Regions from separate parts of the Arachis hypogaea genome. Here region 2 is linked to region 1. The links are chromatin contacts, called in public Hi-C maps. All regions are on one chromosome and are shown on one strand. The core of a region is the stretch at or near the end of the contact, and the rest is flanking DNA. Distances in the headings are between cores, read along the strand shown.

Region 1 (4,560 bases), core at 540-3,039:
CTAACCGGGTTCAACCAATTTAGTTAAATATAAATAAAATTATTAAAAAATTAATATATAATTTTAAATAAAGATCAATAAATTTTCAAATGAAAGAAGGAAAATAGCAAGGTTCTGAAAACCGAACCAGTCATCGAACTGCTTTAGTTATTGGTTTACTAGTTTATTGATCCAACCGGTTCAACCGAAATAACCGTTTTATAATAAAAAATAAATTATAAATAACCACCATAAAACATAAATATAGTCTATATAAACCTTAAAATGTCTTTCAAATTAAAAGCATTAGATGAAATATCATCAACCAGAGTATTATATTCTAATCAAAATACAAACTCAAAAGTTAAATAACAAAAAATAAGCTAATTTACAAAGAATAAATATGCTAATAATCACATTCTATTTGATCTACACAATTTCATTTATGCATGTGTTTTGCAGTAAGAAGGCAATAGTAATCCATCATATGTAAGACCAATCAAACAACAAATCAAAAGAGTAAATAAATGAAAGAAATATAAATGAAGCAAGTATATATACCTCAAAATACCCCTCATGTAAACAATGGGAACCATGTTTATTCACGATGAGTTGCTTGCAAGAAATTAAAATGTCCAGAGACACCGATAGAGTAGGTAGAAAGAGATATAGAGCGTAGACTAAAAGAGTTTAATTTGGTGAATAAACCGCAGCATTCAACAAAGTAGCAAGACCTCTTCTGCAATTAAGCTCAACCTAATCACTGAGCCAAACCTTCTCAAAACATAACAATGATCAAAATTTATCACAATCTAAACTCATATCTAACAAACAGCTCAAAACTTTAGGCCATCAACAAACACCAACACAGGCAACAAAGATCAAACAAATCATCAAATTGCTGTGTGTAATAATAGCAATGCATGTTGCAATTGCTTAGATACATTCTTTTAACTTTGACAAAAACTTCATTCAACCCAAGAGAGGGATAATAAATCTTGAATCTTCCTCAGCAAATGCAAATCAGCCATAATACTAAATTGTACCTTCTGATCTGGCAACTAATAAAACATAACAGAGAAATAAAATCTGAAAAAACCAGAATTAAAGAAATCAGCAACAGAACAAATAAATTAGAAAAAATTCATTGAATGAGTCAAAAGCATAGAATCAATCCTAAACCAGAATTAATAAAAAAAAAAACAGAACAAAAATTCAAAGTAAAAATAAAATAGAATTAACAATCCAACCAAAGAAGCAAGAACAACCCAACCAAAGAACAAATCAGAATCAACAGTAGGAGGACGACTGGAAGAATAAAAATAAATCAGAATCAAACCAACAATCAGAATAAAAAGTTCAGAGTAAAAACAAATCAGAATCAAAATCAAACAGAGGCTCCATTACAGTTTCAAATGCAAGGAAGGATGACGGCGCTGGAAACGGAGAGCTGGCGACGGAGGCAGGAACAGAGATGGCGCCGGCGACGGTGGAACAGAGCTTCGCGACGGAGGCAGGAGGCGAGCCCGGCGACTATGCTTCCACTGCTGAGAGCCTGAGACGTTAGAGCTGAGTGAGGGACCGAGTGAACTTCGAAGCTCCAACCGGCGACGGCGTCAGGAGTAGTCCGGCGGCTGAACGAAAGGGAGGGACTGAGCTCGCCGGCGTTGAGAGGAACGGCTAGCTCGAGGGTTATGGGAAGGACGAGGGAGGGTGTGCTGCCGCGCCGATGGAGAGTTGGAGTGAGTTAGGGTTGATAATTGGTAGTGGTAAGGTTGGAGGTTACTGAATGTTAAACGGCGCGTTTTGAGCATTTTCGGGCAAAGTAAAAAACCGGCTGGGTCCCGGTTCGATTCGACTGACTAGGTAGCCGCTGGTTGAGCGATTCAACAACGGTTTTTATTTTTTTCGGCTTTGACATATAACCGAATCGTCATTTCCATCAATTCCCGGTTCGATTAGTTGGACCTGTCTGTTCGAATCGATTTTCAAAACATGGAAAATAGTGAGATCATTAGTGAAAGAAGGACTAACGATGATCCTATCCTAAAGGATAAGGAGGAGTGCGGACCAATAGGTCGAATTATTATATAAAGAAGAGTTATAAACTATCTTCCTTCTTGTTCGATTAGGAAGATATCGCTTTTACTCGTTTCTTCTCTTCAATAAGAATAGGGATTTGAAATGATAAAAATTCCTCTTCATTCTGTTGTCAATAACCACACGCCGGTTAGAAATGATATGGCAATCATGGCTAGGACCAATAGAATAAAGAAACACAAGAATCACCAATTATACATTTATACGGTATAAATCACATACTAATATCTGTAAAATTGAGCAGAGTCCAATTTGGGCAACTAGTCCAATTTTGTCACACCATTTTCAACAAAATCTTCAACTTAATTAACAGCATATTCAACTTAGGCAACAAGGGGTCAGCCGAGTCATTAATGATCATCAAGCAGTGACACATAGTCAAGCAGCGACACAATGCCACGAATTGAGCAGACTAGGAAGAAAGCTAAGCAACAATTAACATTACCTGCGATGAAGGCGGAGAGCAGAATACTGGGAAGGACGGTTGGAGGCAATGGTAGACGACGACAGTAAACACCGGCAGGCGACTTGTGAATCACGGATGGGATAGCTACTCGGACCACGAGTCCCGCACAATGCCGGAAAATCTATAGCACTATGCCGCGGATGCCGACGACACGAGGACGGAAGCTCCGCAGCCAGGACGACGGCGGCAGTCTAAAAAAACCTCAAATGGACCATGTTAATTCTGGTCATCTATTATAAAAATATAACACAACAAAAAGGGCCCAGCCCAATATCAGCATTGACAGTATAAGGGAGCCCAAGCTTTTCCATGCTCCTCCATTGGCGCTGGGAATAACAAGGCTCAGCTAAACCATTCAAGCCAGGAGGACTGAACACAGTCAGGTCCTGCTCCCTCCAGAGTCCAGTCACACACCAAGGGCACGTGTCAATCTCTCCCCATCTCTCTATATCTATACCAAATTAGCTCTTTACCATAGTGTTTACTGTTTGTTAATATATACTATTAATTAATTGTTAGTACATATTTTTAGTAATTTTAGTTTTATTTTAAATATATTTTTTAAAAAATCAAATTATTTAATAGTTGTTAGTACATAATTTTTTAGTGACTTATTTTTATTTTAAAAATTTATTAAAAAATTGAATTATTATTAATGATTAGTATTTATTTTAATTTTTTTGTTTTACATAAAATATTATAAATTTCAATTATTATTAATTTATATTTTTAGTTATTTTAGTTTTATTTAAATATTCACTAATAAAACTGAATTATTATTATTATTATTAATTGTTAGTACATATTTTTGGAATTTTGTCTTGTGTTTCAATTATTTATTAAAAACAGAATTATTTTTATTAATGGTTAGGATATATTTTTAGTAATTTTATATTTTATTTTAAATATTTAATTAAAAAGATATTAGTAATTGTTAGCATATGTTGTTAATTAAGTTTAGTTTTATTATAAATATTTATTAAAAAATAGTATTATTATTAATTATTATTGTTAGCAACGATTAGTGTACATTTTTAATAATTTTAGTTTTATTTTACATATTTATTAGGAAAAACAGAATTATTATTAATTTTTAGTATATGTTTTTAAATATTGATTATAAAATATTAATTCTTAGTAAATAGAATAGAATTATCATTAATTGTTAATATATTTTTTTATTATAAAAATTAAAAAATATGAAAATAAAAAAATGTGACACTACAGTGTTGAGAATCATATTATAAAATGTTTTTGACATCTTATATTGTAAGTACTTTTTGAATTTGTAGTAGTGGTTAATAATTAATAATTAATTTAGTAATTATCAATTATTGAGGTTTGTAGTAATTATTAATTATAATTGTTGCTAAATTGAGTTACCATTAATTAATATCAATATTAATTTATATTATTAGCTATAGTCATTACTTAAATGAAATAGATTCATATGATATTAGGGTGGAGAAATAGTTATTGACTATTAATTATAATTTTTTATTTGTGTACATTTTTTATCTTTTACATAGTGAGTGCACAATTATATTGAAAAATTTTACGAAGATCTTTAAACTCCAAACTTATGACATACTGATGAGTGGATCAACTAATTACAGCACAAGCAGGATAAAAAAAACATGTAGATTAACTAATTTAGTACTGCTTCTGGCTAAATGACCATAGAAAAAGCTGCATCAAGCTAACATGGTTCTATAACAATTTGGTACTACTCCTCGGTAGGCATATGCGTAGTTTCGTACTCAATAGCTGCTAATAATTATTTTGCAACCATTAATTCAAATCATGTGGGCAAAGCTTTATAAGAAGCTTCCAACCCACTAAATATTTTTTCAACTGTCTTTTGTTTGATTAACCATATTTTGCAATAACTTATCGTATAGTTGAATTTGAACTGTATTTAGCAATGACAAATTTTATTTTTAGAGACAAGTCAATTTTAACTAATGGTTTTATCACTTCTGCAATTGTCTCAAAGTCTAATTTAGCATGATCTT
Region 2 (4,493 bases), core at 1,101-3,600, 110 kb after region 1:
AATGAATTATAATGATGATGAGATTGAAATTGATTGTAATATGCCTCCGGATAAGACATAGTGGTGCTATCCACTTGCTACGGGTAAGAGGCGAGAATGCCGGGTAAGATGCTGTGGTGTTATCCACTTGCTCCGGGAAAGTTCAAGGCTTCGGGTAAGACGCAAGGGCTGTGTTCTGTTGCTGCTTGCTCCGGGTCGAGAACTGTAACACTGCTTGGGTAAGAGGCAGGGTGAAGTTGTTCCTTGCTCCGGGTACGCGGGTAAGATATAAGGGTTGCGGCGTTGTCTCACTTGCTCCGTATTTGGTGTTCTGTCCACGGTTAGCTACCAGGACATGTCAGGATAGCTAAGTAACCGACAGTTGATATCAACAGTCATAGGACAAGCATACATCATGTGCATTTGTCTGTTTTGCTTTGGTTTGCATTCTTGGGTTTGCCTAATTGATATTTATGATTAACTGCTATGTGTTTAGACTGCTATATCTGTAAACTACCTGTGTTTTCTTTGTCTGTTTGTTTGTCTATGTTAAGACTTGGTTAAGTTAGGAATCCCTAGAAAACCACCTTGACTTATGGTTTCTACTTTAGTTCTTTAAATTTTATAATCTGAGTGTCGGCGTTCTAGAATTGCCTCTGGCTTTCTCGAGACCTTATTTATTATATATGTAGGCACCTTAACCATACTGAGAACCCTCGGTTCTCATTAGATACAATATTGTTATTTTTCAGATACAGGTTGAGAAGCACCACTCTGTATTCTGGAGACTCTGATGAAGCGAAGAACTCTTGGAACTCAGGGGCGTATTTTGTTTATATTTATATATGTATATAGATTCTCCACCTTGTATTTTATGTTTGTCCCTCTTAGAGGTTGACTCGGAGAAACAAGTTGTCATTTTTATGCTTTGGGTTGTTTTGGGATTCTCATGTATATATATGTATATATGTCTATATACTCTGTTCGGTTTAACTTTGCGAGCTGGGTCAGGAGCCTTGTTATCTGTATCTTGAAACTCTCTTATCCTACTTCGTTACGTTAACGCTTACGAGAGTGACGCGCTATTCTGCCTAACGCTTTGTTTTAAACCTTCTTTCAAAAGGCTCCTAGTTATAATTTTTTTTACTATATTATATATAATTTTACTTTTAGAGGTCGTAATACCTTGCCACCTCAATTTTATGACATAAGCATAAAACTGAGTGGTAGGGTGTTACACCCACCCGCGAACCCCGTCACACACGATTATGCCGCTATCGTCGTGAGTGCTGCTCTACTTTTCTTCACTTTCTCTGCATTGCATTCACAAATAGAAAATAAGAAAGCTTTTTATGTGATTGAAGCTGTTGATTCAAAGGCTGATTATTCCAGCCAATACAAGCTAGATAAGAGAATGAACAGGAAGATACAGTATGAGGAGGAGGAGGGGGGCGACAAACGGTGCACGTCGGTGCCAATGGCCAAGGTTGCACGACCAAGGAAGAGGTGGCGACGACTACAAATACGGCCGTGGTGGAAGGATGTTACAGGAGCTTTTTGTTAGTTTGTTTGTATTTTGCAGTATGGAAATTTGGAAACCCCCTTTTAGTGTGAAGGAACAGAAAATTGGGTTTTTAAAATTTTAGGGTACAATTTGAGTTAATTAGAAATAGGAGGGCTAAATTGAGTCGAAAGATAAATTTCAGGACCATTTTGAGTATTAACTCGAATAAATTGGATTTATCGGTTAGATTCGTTAGATTCATTCTTAGATTATAATATTTTATCAAATTTATTTTAATGAGTCGAAATTAATTTTAATTTTTAAAGTTAATTCGAAATAAAACTCGATTAATTGTTAATAGATGATTGTTACGGTGTCTAAAAGTATTTGCTTAATTTATTAAAAAAGATTAAAAATTAATATTTAATTTAAAAAATATAAAAATAAATAATTATTAAATAGTCAAAATTTATCCTAAAAAATAAGTTAAATAAAAGTTAGACACCAAATTATAAATACCATAAAATTTACCTGGTTAATAATATTAATTTTAAAAATAATAAAAAATTAAAATAATTAACTTAAATTTTAAAAAACGAATTTAATTGATAAATTTTTTTAAAATTAATTTAATAAACAAATAATGTTTTAAAAACGAATTTAACTATTAACTAGATTGCTAAACATATATCCAGCCACCCTAATAACAAATAATGTTATACTTGTCAAGAGAAATTGACGATGTTATGATGTTATTCTCTCCAATAATAATGGTCAATGATAATAAATTAATAATATACATTATTATTGATTTATTATTTCCATTTCTTAAATACTTTTCAACCGCATTTTTTAAGGAGAAATAATAATTAAAAATAAATTAATAAAATAAAATAAAAATAAAAATGGGAAAGAAATCCTAGGGTCCGCTATCATTGGCGTTCAGCAGCAGCAGCAGCAGTGCAGCACAAAGAGTGCGCGTTCAAAAGTGTCACATTACACATTTTCGCTTTTTCCATTCACTCTTTTCCCTCGCCGTTTCGTTATTTCAATGTCGGATCTCAAATATAACTAAATCAAAAATCCCTCAACATTATTATATCACAATACAGAGAAGGAAAAAAAGAAAGAAGAAAAGAAAAGTAAAGAGAGAAGAAAATGGTTCGGGGACTATTGAACAAGCTCGTCTCTCGCTCCCTCTCCGTCGCCGGAAGATGGCAGCACAACCAGCTCCGCCGTCTTAACATCCACGAGTACCAGGTCACTCTCCTATCCTCTCTCTCTCTCTCTCTCTCTCATTGTTTTCGACAATTTCAAATATGATTTGAATTTCGTTGATTATTATTTACACTTTTAGGTTTAGATATCTATTTTGATGCTTGACTTGTTGAAAAATAACAATGGAATGATAATTGTAGTAATATTATTCGTGGTATTGGTGAATCGTTGTTGAGAATGATGAATCTGCGATTTCGTGATGGATCGAGCGGTGTGACTGATGGAAATGACTACGGAATTTAATTTAATGTTTATTTATTTATTTATTTGTTGTTGATTGAAAATAGGGAGCGGAGTTGATGAGCAAGTACGGAGTGAATGTTCCGAGAGGCGTAGCTGTTTCCTCTGTTGAAGAGGCAAGGAAGGTTATCAAGGATGTCTTTCCTAATGAAAGCGAGGTAATTTGATATAGTTAGCATATATTTTTTCTGTAGAGGAATTTCACTCTCTGACATGTTGAGATTTTCGATAGCGATGCTTTATAATTACTTCTTGTGGTTGCTTATAGATATTCTTGTTTTATCCAACAAATAAAAAGGAGGAAAGATAGGAAGGATATGAGTTGTGATAACCTTGATGCTTTCACATAAATTGGGAAACTAAATGTCAACAATGTTTAGTTTCATAAATTGTCTGCATTTTTTCCTTTCAATATTAAACGAAAAGGATTTATTTATTTACATTGTTATATAACTGTCTCAGAAGTCTAACCTGTCGTGATAGCATATGATTACTTGTCAGTGTAAATCGACACTAATACTTTAACATTGCATCAAAATTGATCTTCTTGAAAAAAATGTATCATCTTGTTTGCTTTTGGATGTCCCTTTTCTTTGTTAGGATTTTTTGTGGAGAACATTGAGAACAACCAGTTCTCTGCGTTGTTTTAATAATTGATATAAAGTGTTGACATGTACCCTTTACGGTTCAACAGCTCAAATTGATGGGTTTCCACTTTCAAATATTTAATAGCTGAGCTGTGGAATTGTGAATGGTGTAGAGGGACGGATTTTTTTACTCAAAAATTATCTAACAATTTCTCTTATTATGGAAAAATAATATGTGATGACAAGTGATGTGACTAGGATTGTTTGTGCAGATCGTGGTTAAGAGTCAAGTTTTGGCTGGTGGACGAGGCTTGGGAACTTTTAAAAATGGTCTTAAGGGTGGTGTACACATTGTTAAGGCTGACCAGGTTGCAGATATTGCTGGTAATACATGTTCCCTCTGATGTCACTACACAAAATGAACATTTTTTTGGTTCTCATTTGAATTTATATGCGTATGGCATTTGATATGACAATCTCAGTTGATTCATTTCAATATTATGGTCTTGATTTAGAGTTGAGTTCATTTAGGATGGATGTGCATAGTGGTATTATTGTTTTGCAGTTGTTGTAGTTATTGGCATTGTTATTATTTCAGGGAAGATGCTTGGGCAGATACTTGTTACCAAACAAACTGGTGCTCAGGGAAAACCAGTTAACAAGGTTTGAAATATATTTGATCATTATCTATAATTTTTTATTTCTGGAAATGTCTTCATTTTCAGTATGCATGTATATGCCAGGAATTTTCATCTCTTGACATGATATTTATAGATGTAATACAGTGGCACCAGCTTTCTCAGATAATTAATACTTGTGGTGTCTGTTTTTTTTTTTAATATTTTTTTTAGCTAAAGTTGCATGGTTAGAGCACATAGTTTCTTATACTGTATGTTTGTAGGATG

Evidence for each region. Hi-C and Micro-C count contacts between places; a contact is called where the count stands out from the background.
Region 2: a Hi-C map of an unstated tissue shows a contact between it and region 1, with 3 times the contacts expected there. The contact joins the promoter of LOC112727102 here to the enhancer-like site in region 1. A contact is called at or near these places in 2 of 8 Hi-C or Micro-C datasets (leaf and an unstated tissue).

The regions. Positions count from the first base shown.
Region 1 is chr12:20,618,017-20,622,576 of arahy.Tifrunner.gnm2.J5K5, forward strand. It overlaps the pseudogene LOC112727100. Among protein-coding and RNA genes, the nearest start is that of LOC140177000, 44 kb to the left of the region's middle. Within about 2 kb of position 1,790, at least 3 of the 3 cell types and tissues checked have open chromatin away from gene starts, as enhancers often do.
Region 2 is chr12:20,724,014-20,728,506 of arahy.Tifrunner.gnm2.J5K5, forward strand. It overlaps LOC112727102 (succinate--CoA ligase [ADP-forming] subunit beta, mitochondrial), which reads left to right and starts at 2,351. Exons shown (of 12, transcript XM_025776732.3): 1 at 2,351-2,743; 2 at 3,049-3,159; 3 at 3,861-3,972; 4 at 4,187-4,251. The coding sequence starts at 2,642.